2 separate regions of the Mus musculus genome follow, and region 1 is linked to region 2. Evidence: chromatin contacts called from public promoter capture Hi-C data. All regions are on one chromosome and are shown on one strand. Each heading gives the region's core, a stretch centred on a gene start, on an enhancer-like site or on the middle of the called end of the contact. The rest is flanking DNA. Distances are from core to core; before and after follow the strand shown. Region 1 holds the start of Tcp11 (t-complex protein 11). Region 2 holds the start of Neurl1b (neuralized E3 ubiquitin protein ligase 1B).

Region 1 (5,895 bases), core at 709-3,208, 1.7 Mb before region 2:
TCCTTGGCCCATTAGTGCATTTGGCTGACCCACAGATGTTATATAGAGAGCGGCTATTTTACGAGTACAGATAGATTCCTAGGGGAATTCAGACATCTGGGAAGAGCTCTATAGCACTGATTCTTTTATCGGGAGGGCTACTATTTAAAAACAAGCTCAATTTTTTTTCTCTCCTTGACATTAATAGTCCCAAATAGGCCAGGCAGTGGTGGCGAAAGCTTTTAATCCCAGTACGCATGGAGGCAGAGGCAGGCAGATCTCTGGGAGTTTGAGGCCAGCCTGGTCTACAGAGGGAGTTCCAGGATAGCTGGGGCTACACAGAGAAAACATGTCATAAAAAAAAATGTTTTCCCTGCATGTATGTGTATGTGTGTGTACATACACACACACACACACACACACACACACACACACACACCCTTAGGGGCCCCACAAGAGGGCACCAGGTATTTCTAGGCCGCCACTTGGGTGCCATCTTTCCAGACTCCGAGTTTTCATGTGACAGGAAGCTGTGACATCACTGCGTAGCTTCTGTTCACGTCCCCGTTGACCACCTGGAGGGAAATTCCAAGAAGCACACCCCGAAATTCCAAGAAGCACAATGGGGAGGGAGGAAGGAAGCTTAGTATGTGCTGGAGATAGTTTAGGTGGTCGGTGAGAATTGAACCCAGGGATACCAACCAAGCTACAACCTTAAATTCTTTTCAGTAAATCCTACCTTGCAGTATTGGAACTGAACCTGGGCCCTCAAACATGGCCGGCATTTTGTTACTAAGTTGCACCCATTATCTGGCTTTGTTTTGTCTTTAAACTTTAGTTGCTTCGTCTGTCCTGGAACTGTGTAGTCCAAGCAGGCCTTGGCCAGTCTGTCCTCTTGCCTCAGTCTCCCCAGTAGCTAGGGTGACAGGCCTGCACCGTTACTTTCAGGTTTTCCAAAGTCAGGGATTGGCAAGCAAAGCAGCGGCATCAGGCGGTACAGCCATTTCCGGGGGATCGCACGCCCTCTTCTGAACGCCTGGGGTACTGCATGGATGGGATGCATTTGCATAGGTTTTATGATGACTTCAAGTCAGAGTAATTAAGAGGCCAGAAAGAATATGAGGGAAAAACACCCTCTCCATGTTCTCTCCCCAAACCCAAGGCGTGGGTATTTAAAAGACTTTAATCCCTGCAGAGGCAGGAAGATCTGAGTTTGAGGCCAGCCTGGTCTACAGAAGAGTTCCCTGACTGCTGGGGCAGCATAGAGAAACTTTCTTTGTCTTGGGAAAAAAGCAAAAAACACAAGAGAATGTTATATGTAAAACAAGACAATTTTATATGTATGGGTATTTTGCCTGCGTGTATGTAAATATATGTAAATATAGGAAGTATGATCCCGAGGAACTGGAGTGGCAGATGGCCGAGATCCATCATGTTGGTGCTGGGAATCGAACCCTGGTCCTCTGGAAGAAAGCCAGTGGTCCTAACAGCTGAGCCATCTCTCCAGGCCTCACCCTCCATTTTTTTTAAGAATCTGGAAATGGAGCTCAGCCTATGAGGTCCCTTCCATGCCCAGCACTACATGAACCCTTGGTGGTGGCTCACACGGGTGACCCCAGCACTCAGGCAGAGGCTGTAGGGTCAGCAGTTCGAGGCTAGCACCCCTGTGCATGCTCTGCAGGCTACCCCTAAGCCCCAGATCCTGACACTTGGAATCAATAGGGATGACCGTCCTGCCCCAGTCTCGGTCTCACCCAAGGTGGCGGCAGATGGTCGGTGGCGGGTCGCGATGCTGGTGGGGAGGGCTGCCACGCGCCTCGCGCCTCGTTGCCAGGACACCTAAGCTGTTTGTTTGGCAACACCGGGCGTTCCCACTCCTGCTCAGTTCGCAGGGTGGGGATGTGGAGTGTGTGACAGCATCGACGTGGGGCTCAGTGGCTCCACCCAGCCACGCCGCCCCTGCCTCATCCCCCCAAGTGGTTTAGCCCACCCGCACCCCGTGCCGCCCAGCCAGCCAGAGCGGGCGGGCCGGCAGAGAAGGAAGTGAGCTGAGTGGAGAGAGGGAAGGGGAGGGAGAAAGTGGAGGGGGAGGGCGGAGGTGAGCCACGGAGGGGAAGGGATGAAAGAGGGGAAGGGAGAGGGGAAGAGGAGGTGAGGGGAAGAGGCATACTGAGAGGGAGAGACAAGGGGTGGTGAGGGATGGAGAGGGGTAAGGGGAGGGGCGTCCGTCGGGGCTGCGGCCTCAGTTTCTTCCTGCGCCAGCTCTGGTCCCCCCTGGCCCTGACGAGCCCCCAACATTTGTCACCACACAGATACCACCACCACCACCATCACCAGGATGCCAGACGTGAAAGAGAGGGCGGCCCGGAAGGAGCCCGGCGCGGCAGAGAGCGCCTCCCGTGAATCCCGCGGGGGAAACACCCGGGAGAGCGCGAGCAGCGCCCAGGGGCACCGATCGTGTAGGTTCAACCGTCGCCCGAGCACGGCCGCCCTCACCCCAGGGTCCGCGCAGGGGCGCGGGGTAAAGACGGCGCCACGAGGTCCCGTGGGCCACGGAGGACTGCGGACTGGCCCGACCTCCCGGTGTCCCCAGCCCTCCGCCCGAGCGAAGCTCCCCTCGGTCACGCGTGGGGCACCGCTTCCGCCATCCCCGGGAAAGGGCCACCTCGGCGGGACCCCGAGCTCGCACAGGCTAGGTATCTGCTTGAGGCAGGGTCCCCCAAGTGCGGGGACTGCAGGTCCGGACCTCCCTCCCCCTCGTTTCAAATGCTCCCGCACAAGCGTTGCCATGGATTTCCTGTGACGCTGGACAGTTAGTCTCTCCTCTGTGGCCACGCGGGGTCGCTGCTGCTTAACGCTGTGACTTGAGACAAGATCCAGGTGTACCCGGAGGGGTGGGGTGGGGTGGGTTGGGTTCGGGCTGGGGTTGTGTATCCAAATAGGAACCTGGCCTGTGGGGTTCAAGGTCAGGGCGTGCTGGTGCTGCTGGTTTGGAAACAGTTCTTACAATGGCTGTTGCATCCATAGGTACAGTGACTCCTGAGTATACAATCAAATTCCTTTTGTAAAAATTTGGAACTGTGTATAACACGTTGGCTTTGTTGTGTTGCAGTTTTCTTTTTTTAGGGGGGCAATCTGAATTTTTAAGAATTGTAGCCACACTTAAATCTCTACTCTTTAAGCCCTCCTTGTTCCGGAGTGCTCTGGGCGGAACTGGCTGCTTCTTGCAGTTGGAGAGTTTCTTGAGGAGTGGCTGTAGCTTTGAAGGTTTCCTTTCACCTCGGATTTGTTTACGGATCTGATTGTGTCATGCCAGCCATTTCGGCTGGGATAATGAAGGACTGCACAGATGCTGGGAAGAGCAGGGTCCGGTCACCTTTGTTTTTATAAAAAGGTTTATTTTTCTTTGTGTGAGTGGGTGTTTTGTCTACAGGTATGTCTGTGCACCGTGTGTGTTCAGGGCCAGAAGAGATGTCGGGCGCCCTGAAACTGGAGTTACAGATGCTTGTGAGCCAAGGGTAACCCAGCTCTTAGGAAAGGGCAGCAAGTGGCTTAACCACTTGGCCATCTGTCCAGCCTGTAGTTTATGCTTTTATAACCCAGCCAAGGACTCTAGATTTTCTATCAAAGTCCAGTCAATTTTCTCACCATGAAATATTTTCAATTTGTTGAAACGTAAAACCCAGAGACTTCCTCCATTTTTAATTTTCTCTGTGTGTGTGTGTTTTTTTCCTTTTTCCTTACTGTCTGAGGATACAGGCATGACTCTAAATACTTCTGTCATGTTTCCTTCTGAGAAAGACAGTGCTGTCCTATGGGATCTCTACAGTTATTTTCTTTTGCCGGGCAGTGGTGGCACAAGCCTTTAATCCCAGCACTTGGGAGGCAGAGGCAGGCAGACTTCTGAGTTTGAGGCCAGCCTGGTCTACAGAGTGAGTTTCAGGACAGTCAGGGCTACACAGAGAAACCCTGTCTCGAAAAACAAACAAAACAAAACAAAACAAAACAAAACATTGTGCCTTTTCAGGCCTGTGAGGCAGCTCAGCAGCTAAGCTCCCCCGACCCCACCAACCTGATGACTGAGCCGATGCCCAGGCAGCCATGAGAAGGTAGAAGGAGGGAACCTTCCTCGAGCCTCCCAATGCAAACTGGTGTGCAATACTAATAACCTTCTTGATTATTTTATGTATACGAGCACACTATCATTGACACACCAAAAGAGGGCATCAGATCCCATCGTAGATGGCTGTGAGCCACCATGTGGTTGCTGGGAATTGAACTCAGGACCTCTGGAAGAGCAGACAGTGCTCTTAACCGCTGAGCCATCTCTCCAGCCCTGACAGCTTTATCTTTGAATCCGCTTCATTTTGTGCCTGCCTGAACTTTAGCCTTCACTGTGTTGGACTGCCCTGAGCATTTCTAGCACGCCCTTGGGGAAGTACAAGTGACTGGCTGAGTGGACTCAGATATAACCCCGGGGGCCTTCAGACGAGTGACCCTGAGGAGATTCAGACATGTGTGGGTTGATAACTGTCCACCAGAACTTCTTCTAATTACAGGTATGACGGAGAGAGTCCATGACGCTTCCAAGCTTGATTGTCAGTTGGAAGAAAGGAGTTTATCTTCAAGCAGGTATTGGCTTTTACAGTTTCTGTATGTGACTTCCTGATGTCGTTATTCAGCACCGAAGGATTCTGGGGGCTGGGGAGGTGACTCTGTGGGCTGACACTTGTTGCCAGGCCTGACAACCTGAGTTTAATTACATGTGCCCTCACCAATAAACAGATAAATATTAAAAATAAACTCGGCACGCTCACACCTGTAATCTCAGCACTTGGGAAACAGAGCCAGGTGGAGCTGGAGCTGGAGACCAGCTTGGTTTACATGGTGAGTTGCAGGCCAGTCAGGGATATCCAGGGAGACCCTACCTCAAACAAGTAAACAACTCAAATGAATGTCTCCTTGGCGAAATGTGTTGCTTGCCATGGTTCTTTTTTTTTTTTTTTTTTTTCTTTCCCGAGACAGGGTTTCTCTGTGTAGCCCTGGCTGTCCTGGAACTCACTTTGTAGACCAGGCTGGCCTCGAACTCAGAAATCCGCCTGCCTCTGCCTCCCAAGTGCTGGGATTAAAGGCGTGCGCCACCACGCCTGGCCATGGTTCCTATTTTGATGATTAATTTCTTGCTGCTAATGATTTAAAATCCACAGTCTAAACATGGGATGCCGTTTGCCCGTTTCAGTGTTTAGAACCAGGTCTCTACATGTGGCTGTCTGGTTGTTCCAACAGCATTTGCTGGAAAAAAAGACTCTCCTTTCTCTATTGAATTGCTCTGGACTTTTGTCTATTTGCTTAGACAGCTTCTTTCATATGCCAGGCTGGTCCTCCTGCCGGTGCCTCCTGAGTGTAGAGATGATTTTAATTTTTGTTCGTTTGGGGGTTTGTTTTTATTTATTTTGAGACAGGGTCTCTCTGGGTCTCTCCTGGTTGTTCTGGAACTCGCTGTGTAGACCAGGCTGGCCTCAAACTCGCAGAGATCTGGCTGCCTCTGCCTGCTGAGCACTGGGACTTGGGGTCTGCGCCACTGACACCTGACACCCGTTTTTTTTTTTTTTCTTAGATTTTATTTTATATATGTGAGTAGCTGTCTTCAGACACACCAGAAGAGGGCATGGGATCCCATTACAGATGGTTGTGAGCCACCCTGTGGTTGCAGGGAATTGAACTCAGGACCTCTGGGAGAACAGTCGGTGCTCTTAACCACTGAGCCATCTCTAAGTGTTTTTTTTTTTTGTTTTTGTTTAGTTTTGTTTTTTAAGTCTTAACAAAGAATGATAATGATAACAAAATGTAGCCTTGAGACTGGAGAGAGATGATAATGCTCTCAGAATAAAAGTGCATGAGGAAGAGGTAGGGGAA
Region 2 (6,234 bases), core at 1,971-4,470:
CAATTTCTACCCATTTATTTTCTCCTTATAAAGTTCAGGGGAAGCCCAGGGCGAGAACGCGGGGCATTAGGAACCTGATGGATCTCTGTCAGCTAAGTCCCAGCTTGGATGGAGCCTGTGTGGGCTGGCCTTACCTGGTCTCCCTGTGTGGCCCGCCTCTAAACTGGAGGGCACTATACCTTACGTTGCAGGGTTGAACTGCACCTGGGAAGGGAGGCTGACACATACAGTAGGAGCTCAACAGATGCAATATCTCCCGCTGACCCTTGCTCTCTCCTGGGTCAAGGGTATACATCAGAATATGTTGGTGCAGTTTGAGAGAGCTGCCAAGGTTATGAACACCAACCAAAGGGCACTTCCCTTTCTTTGGCATTTCCTTATTGTGCCATGTAGCACACACACCATGTGCATGGTGGAATGCCCAATAAACATTATCTAAACCATGGTGGCACTTAATAAGTGTTATCTGAGCCTCGATTGAGAGGATATCGCCTGTCAGGAGGAAAAAAAAACCAACAACAGAGAACTTTGGAGCTAAATAGACCCAGATCTCAATTCTGGCACTGCCAACTAGAGGAGCTCTGTAGGCAAGAACAAGCCATTTGACCTCCGAGAGCCTTGGTTTTTTGGTTCTTGTTTTTGTTTTCCATCCATCAAATGGGAGTAATGACTCTGCTGGAAGGGGTTGCTGGGAGGACTAAACTCATTCATTCATTCATTCCCCAAGCATCCAAACATCGACTGTGTCCTAGCCCCTACTCAACACACAACAGTGATCATACATGTGTCACACAGTGACTATGCTCAGGAGAACCATAAAGCAAAGAAAGGGGCCTGGGAGGGAATCACAATGTCAAGACTCAGTCTATAGCAGGGGCCTGAGGGAAGGGAAGGAAGAGAAGGGGCAGCTGCTCGGAGGTCAGCGTGAAACTTGCAGGCAGCCTGCTCAGAGTGTGATCAGAGTGTAGCAGCCTTCAGAGGCGTGCTTAGCTCATGCCTGCAGTCACAGATGCTGGGAGCCTGGTGAAGAACCCAGGTGCTCAGCAAACGCCAGCCCTCGATTTCCAGTCCTGTGGAATGAACTCCACCCCACACACATGTTCCTTCCCTGAGAAGGAGAGCACAGGCTTCCTCAGGGCCAGCCTGTGCCAAGTACTCCTTCAGCCAAATATGCAGGCTCCATGTGCGCTCCACCACACGGTTCTGAGGCTGCACTAGGCACTAGGTTCTGGGCCGGGCAAACCAGGGAATGAGACAATCAAGGCATGGAGTCTGTCCTCACAGAACCCCTAGAGAGTCACAAGAAGACACAGTGATGGTGCAGCACAGTCATACAAACACGAAGCCTTATGAAGGTGTCCCCATTAGGGCAGAGAGTGTAAGGTCCCTGGAAAAGGTGACCAGAGAACCTGGTGGTGAGACAAGAAAGAACAGTCCAGGTGTGAGAGGATGTAAAGATGCCAGAAGCCAATGGCAGGTGGATCTAAAAACAATATATAAGTCTTTACATTTTGGGCACCTGTTATCTGATGTGCCTCCTCACTGAGGGTAGGAGGTTCCCACACAGCATGAGGTGACCTGCCTTGACTCTGAGCCCCCAGCCTAGAGTGCTCCACCCACAGCATCAGACTCCAGGGGAATGGGCACCCCAGCAATGTGTGAGCACCTGGTGAGACAGCCTGTCCCTTGCCTTGCTCCAAGTGTGACCCACAGGTGGCAGAATGGCTTTTTAAAAAACCAACCAGAATAGCACAGGAATTCTAGTTGAGTATGTACTGTGTCTCCGTCATGGGCTTCTGTGACTGCCATCTCTGATGTGACCTCAGGTCCCTCCAGATCGGTGGCTGGGTCTCTTCAGCCTAGCAAGAAGCGGTTATCACTCTGTCTAGTACAGACCCAGGTTCCAAAGCCACCTCTGAAGCTGACCAGCCTGTGACTCCACCTGGCTGACCTTAGGAATGATCCAGTAAAAGCCACCCAGGGGCTTGTTAGTAGAAGGGGCTGTCTGTCTCCCCAGTGGTCCTTAGGTCTCAGGTTGGTCCAATCCCTTCCAGGGGAAGAGACAACTCTATTAGGATAACTGCCGGAGGAAGGGCTGTGGGGGTGTCAGAACAGAGATGGGGTGTCAGCTGGGCTGTGCTAAATCTGACCTACAGCCAACTTGCTTCTTCTCTGAACTACCCTCCCCCAACACACACACACACACACACACACACACACACAGAGAGAGAGAGAGAGAGAGAGAGAGAGAGAGAGAGAGAGAGAGAGAGAGAGAGCCTCTGCTTAAGGATGCTGCGAATGCCGAATGCCCAGTTTTATGCCCAAACACTTCTGAAGACTTGGGACACAGTGGGGGTGAGGGGCGGGGCAGACAGGCTGACAGGGCCCATGCAGTCTCCCACCACTGCCTGTCACCGGGTCATTTCTCCTGTACTGAGGTTAAACTTCTTGTGTAAAATCGGGGTGTCTTTTCTTAGGAGGACGATTCTTTGCAGACAGGCAGTGACAGCCTCGGCGCGCTGACATGTTCCACCATCACTAGGTATTTTCAGCGAGGCGTGGCGTCCCCCGGCCTCCGCACGCCCGCCCCACGCCCCTCGCCCACCGCCTTTCTCGGGTCTAGGAAATTCTAGGGCGCTTTTAACTAGGGGGCGATGCGCCCCACAGCAATGGCTCAGATGGGGCTGGGAGGGCCCCCAACAGAACGGACACCCGAACGGGGCGCAGCCGGGCGCGCGTGGGAACGCCGCCAAGAACTAGCACGTGTGCCGGGGGCGCCTGTGGACTGTACGCGGAGACCCGGGACACCCGCGCCCTGCAACCCCCCTGAAGGGTTCCGGCCGGGGGAAGCCCCGATACCTCCCTCCGGCTCGCTCATTAGCGACCTCCGGCTGGAACAAAGGCGTGGGGCGCACGGCCAAGGCCAGGAAAACCAGGAGGGGTCCGCACATCCCTGCAGGGGTGCGGCTCCGGGGCTCGGGCTCCGGCAACCAGGCTCTGGCTTGCACCCGGGCTCCGCGGCTGCGACGACCCGGGGAGGACCAGGCGCTCCGCGCCACTTCGGGGCGCGGCTCCGGGCGTACCTGGCAGGGTCCGGTGCACCGTGTTGCCCATCGCTACTCCGAGACTCGCGGCGCGGGGCTAGCTGGGCGGGCCGGGGGCCGCGGCCGGGCTGCGGGGCATTGCCGCTGCACCGGCGACCGGCGGGCGGCAGATGGGCGGCGCGGGCGGCGGCGGGAGGAGGCGGAGCCACCGGCCCGGGCGCGCCCGCCCCGCCCCCGCGCCCGCCACCAACCGTGCTTGGGCGGGGCTGGGGCCGCCGCCGCGTCTTTTGAAAGTTTGCACCGGTAGCGCGCTGGAGAGGCGGGGCTGGCCTCCTGCCCTCGTCGTTCCCGCGCGCACCGACCTTGCTCTTTTTGCCAATCGGGATGGGTCGCCGGGTGCCGAGTCCTTGTCCAGGCATTCGGCCACTTTGGGTGGTGCCTCGACTCAGGGACGACGCGCACACATGCAGGTCACGCCAGACAGTGTCAAGGGCTCCATGACAGTCCATCCAGGGTGAGATGGGGGTGGGGGGTAGGGATGGGGAACTTCTCCATCCCCTAGGCCGCATACCTAGGAGGAGAGACTTCAGTATGTAGTGGTTGTTTAGGGGGGGGGGCGGGACCCAGACTTGAGCTCACTGTGCCTTCTTCATTAAAGTACTGCCCACACCCTATGTACCAGGCCCTCTGCTGAGCCCCAGACGCAGTCCCTGCTCTCAAGGAAGAGAAAATTAGCAATCAAGATCACATAGTGGTCAAAACCAACAATAACATTGAAGTGTCAGATAGGGCCGGCTGAGGGTTTTTGAGAGAACGAGGTGGCATGTGAGGTGGGTAGTGTTGCCAGGAGGTACGAGGCGGCGGCGTTGGGGGGGGGGAGGGGGCTGAGAGGGGGAGGTGCATCCACTCCCACCGCATAAATCTTTTCTCAGAACCTTCCAGCCTTGGCTACTCTTCTATAAAAGGCCAGCTAGCCCATGCCACCCCTAGTCCAATTCACAGACTAACACACCAAGGTGGGGGAGGTGTAATGACTCTGTGAGGAGACCCAGTCCCTAACCATTACTTTCAGACTCCCATACTCAGTACTCTCGTCAGTTTAGGAAGCAGGGTTATTACCTCCACAGCACAGACAGGGTAAACCGAGGGTCAGTGGGTAGACGAGATGTCCAAACCTATCTCCCAGTGGCTGAGGGCAAGCTCCCTCTGAAACGGAGTAAAAAGAGGTGCTCAGAGGACCGCCTCCTGCCTTGGTTTCTCGTTGTCCTCAGACTCTCCTCTGTTGTTCCCCAGGAAGCCATGGCCAGACCTATTCTGTACTGAGTTTCTAATTCTCAATTACAAGTGCTCTCAGTTATTTAAAATTTCACCCCAAACTCTGGTGGGCAAAGGTACTTTAGCTGGGTAGGCCTTCACTCTGTATGACCCTGGGGTCCTTAGAGAGGTCGCCATTGCTATAAAAGGAGTTGAGGAATTTCACTTAGATAAAATGGCTCAGGGCAACAGGACTTTGTGGCGGCAGGGTGGGGAAGCTGCTGTTAAAAAGCCACTTTCAGAGCACTCCAGCAAGTGGCTGTGTTTCAGTCACCTCCCCAGATGTTCGCTGCAGCCACTGAACCCACCGCACCCCAACTGTTCTGGTGTGTGTCTCGGGGTGGGGAGGACATGTAGATTTGAAAGGCTGAGGTTGAGCCTCTCGGTCCCCATGTGGATGTGCTGTGGGGAAATGCTATGTCTTCCACGTCAGTGGCAACAACAGCAGACCACACAGGAAAAAAAAAAAAATCAGGACCAGGGAACTTCTTGAAGGTCCAGAGCTCTAAATTAGTGTGTTAAATAACATGAGCTTAAAGCAATGTTATCTTCAACATTGCTTTAAATGGAGCTGATATCACCCTGTGTGACAGTGATAATTCATTGTGGTGGAGGTGATAAGCCTGCGCCTGTAAGATAATAAATTAACCTTATAAATGAGCATCTGCCTGCCTCTCTCTCTTCCCCTCTTGTCTTTTTTTGGACTCTAGCTTGACACGCATGGGCTCTTGGGAAGGACGGAGGTTGTCCTTCTATCTACAGTCCAGGTAGATTCTAGACTGTCTCTTATTTGAGTATGTATGGTAATTGCTCCATCACTGAGGTCCCCCGGCATCTTGTCCTGTCCTTCAGCTACACCCTTGCTGCAGCTGCTGCCTTCCTGTCCTTTCCACTCTAAGGGGGCTCACTCAGCCCTGCCTCCCCACATAGTGCTGGCCCACTCAGTGCATACTGAATAAAACATCTGCAGAGAAGCCTGGCTCTGATGGGCAGAAGACAGAAAAGAAGGAGGGAGGCAAAAGGGAAAGAAAGAGGAGGAAGGGAAGAATTGGAAAGGAATGAGCTGTTGTGACGGTAGTCCCGCCTACTCGTCTTGAGTGACAGGTGTGGGCAAAATAAGCAAACAGAATAAACAGTGCATTAAAACAAATGGAGGCTGTGGCCAGTCCAGTCCAGGCTGAATTGCTCATACTAAAAGCTGCATTGGCTCTAAAGCCCACCCCCTCACAAGAAAGCTAAGCTGATGAATAAAGGTGATGCCAGTGGCTTAGCCACTTAGGGAGACCCCTGTGGCAGGAATAGGAAACAGCTAGGAACATTGCTGTGAGGGCTTCTGGGTTCCATGGATTTCTAGAATTCACTAAGAGGCAGGAATATACTGTGGTGGGTCATTCTAGGGTCCCAGGCTAGAAAAACCACAGAGGGCTTCCCCTGATTAAGGCTGATCTCCCATGGCCCTGCTTCTGTACTACCAAGAAAGCAAGAAACGTCAATCAGCGTGGGTTAGGAGATCTGGGACCAAACCCGGTGCAGAAGCATGCAACAACAGGAGGAGTGTGCTGTGCCTGGGACTGACCACAGATACACCCCTTGACTCTCTCCTGCCTCTGCCACACCAAAGGAGACAGCTTGCAAACTCAGCTGTAGGCACAGAGTCTCAGAAAGTGGAGTCCCTTGCTGAGGGCATCCAGCAGCTAAGAGAGGGGAGATGGTTACCCAGGTGAGACCATCTCCAGTGTTCCTCAAAGGTGAGAAAAGAGAGGTTCTACCAGGGGCCAGGGCACTGCAGCATAGAGGAGAGGGTGGCAGGCAGAAGTGTCCCCACAGGGACCAGGGGACAAGACAGGTAGAATACCTCAGACTTTGGCCAGAGCCT

Evidence for each region. Promoter capture Hi-C pulls out the DNA fragments that hold promoters and counts their contacts.
Region 1: a promoter capture Hi-C map of liver shows a contact between it and region 2, with 6 times the contacts expected there. The contact joins the promoter of Tcp11 here to the promoter of Neurl1b in region 2. A contact is called at or near these places in 1 of 39 promoter capture datasets (liver), 1 of 115 datasets of contacts at active chromatin or transcription factors (pancreatic cancer cells) and 1 of 9 other capture datasets (liver).

The regions. Positions count from the first base shown.
Region 1 is chr17:28,076,702-28,082,596 of GRCm38.p6, reverse strand. Tcp11 (t-complex protein 11) reads left to right here and starts at 1,958. Exons shown (of 10, transcript NM_001085555.1): 1 at 1,958-2,022; 2 at 2,292-2,438; 3 at 4,539-4,611. The coding sequence starts at 2,318.
Region 2 is chr17:26,411,845-26,418,078 of GRCm38.p6, reverse strand. Neurl1b (neuralized E3 ubiquitin protein ligase 1B) reads right to left here and starts at 3,220. Exons shown (of 5, transcript NM_001081656.3): 1 at 3,084-3,220. The coding sequence starts at 3,114.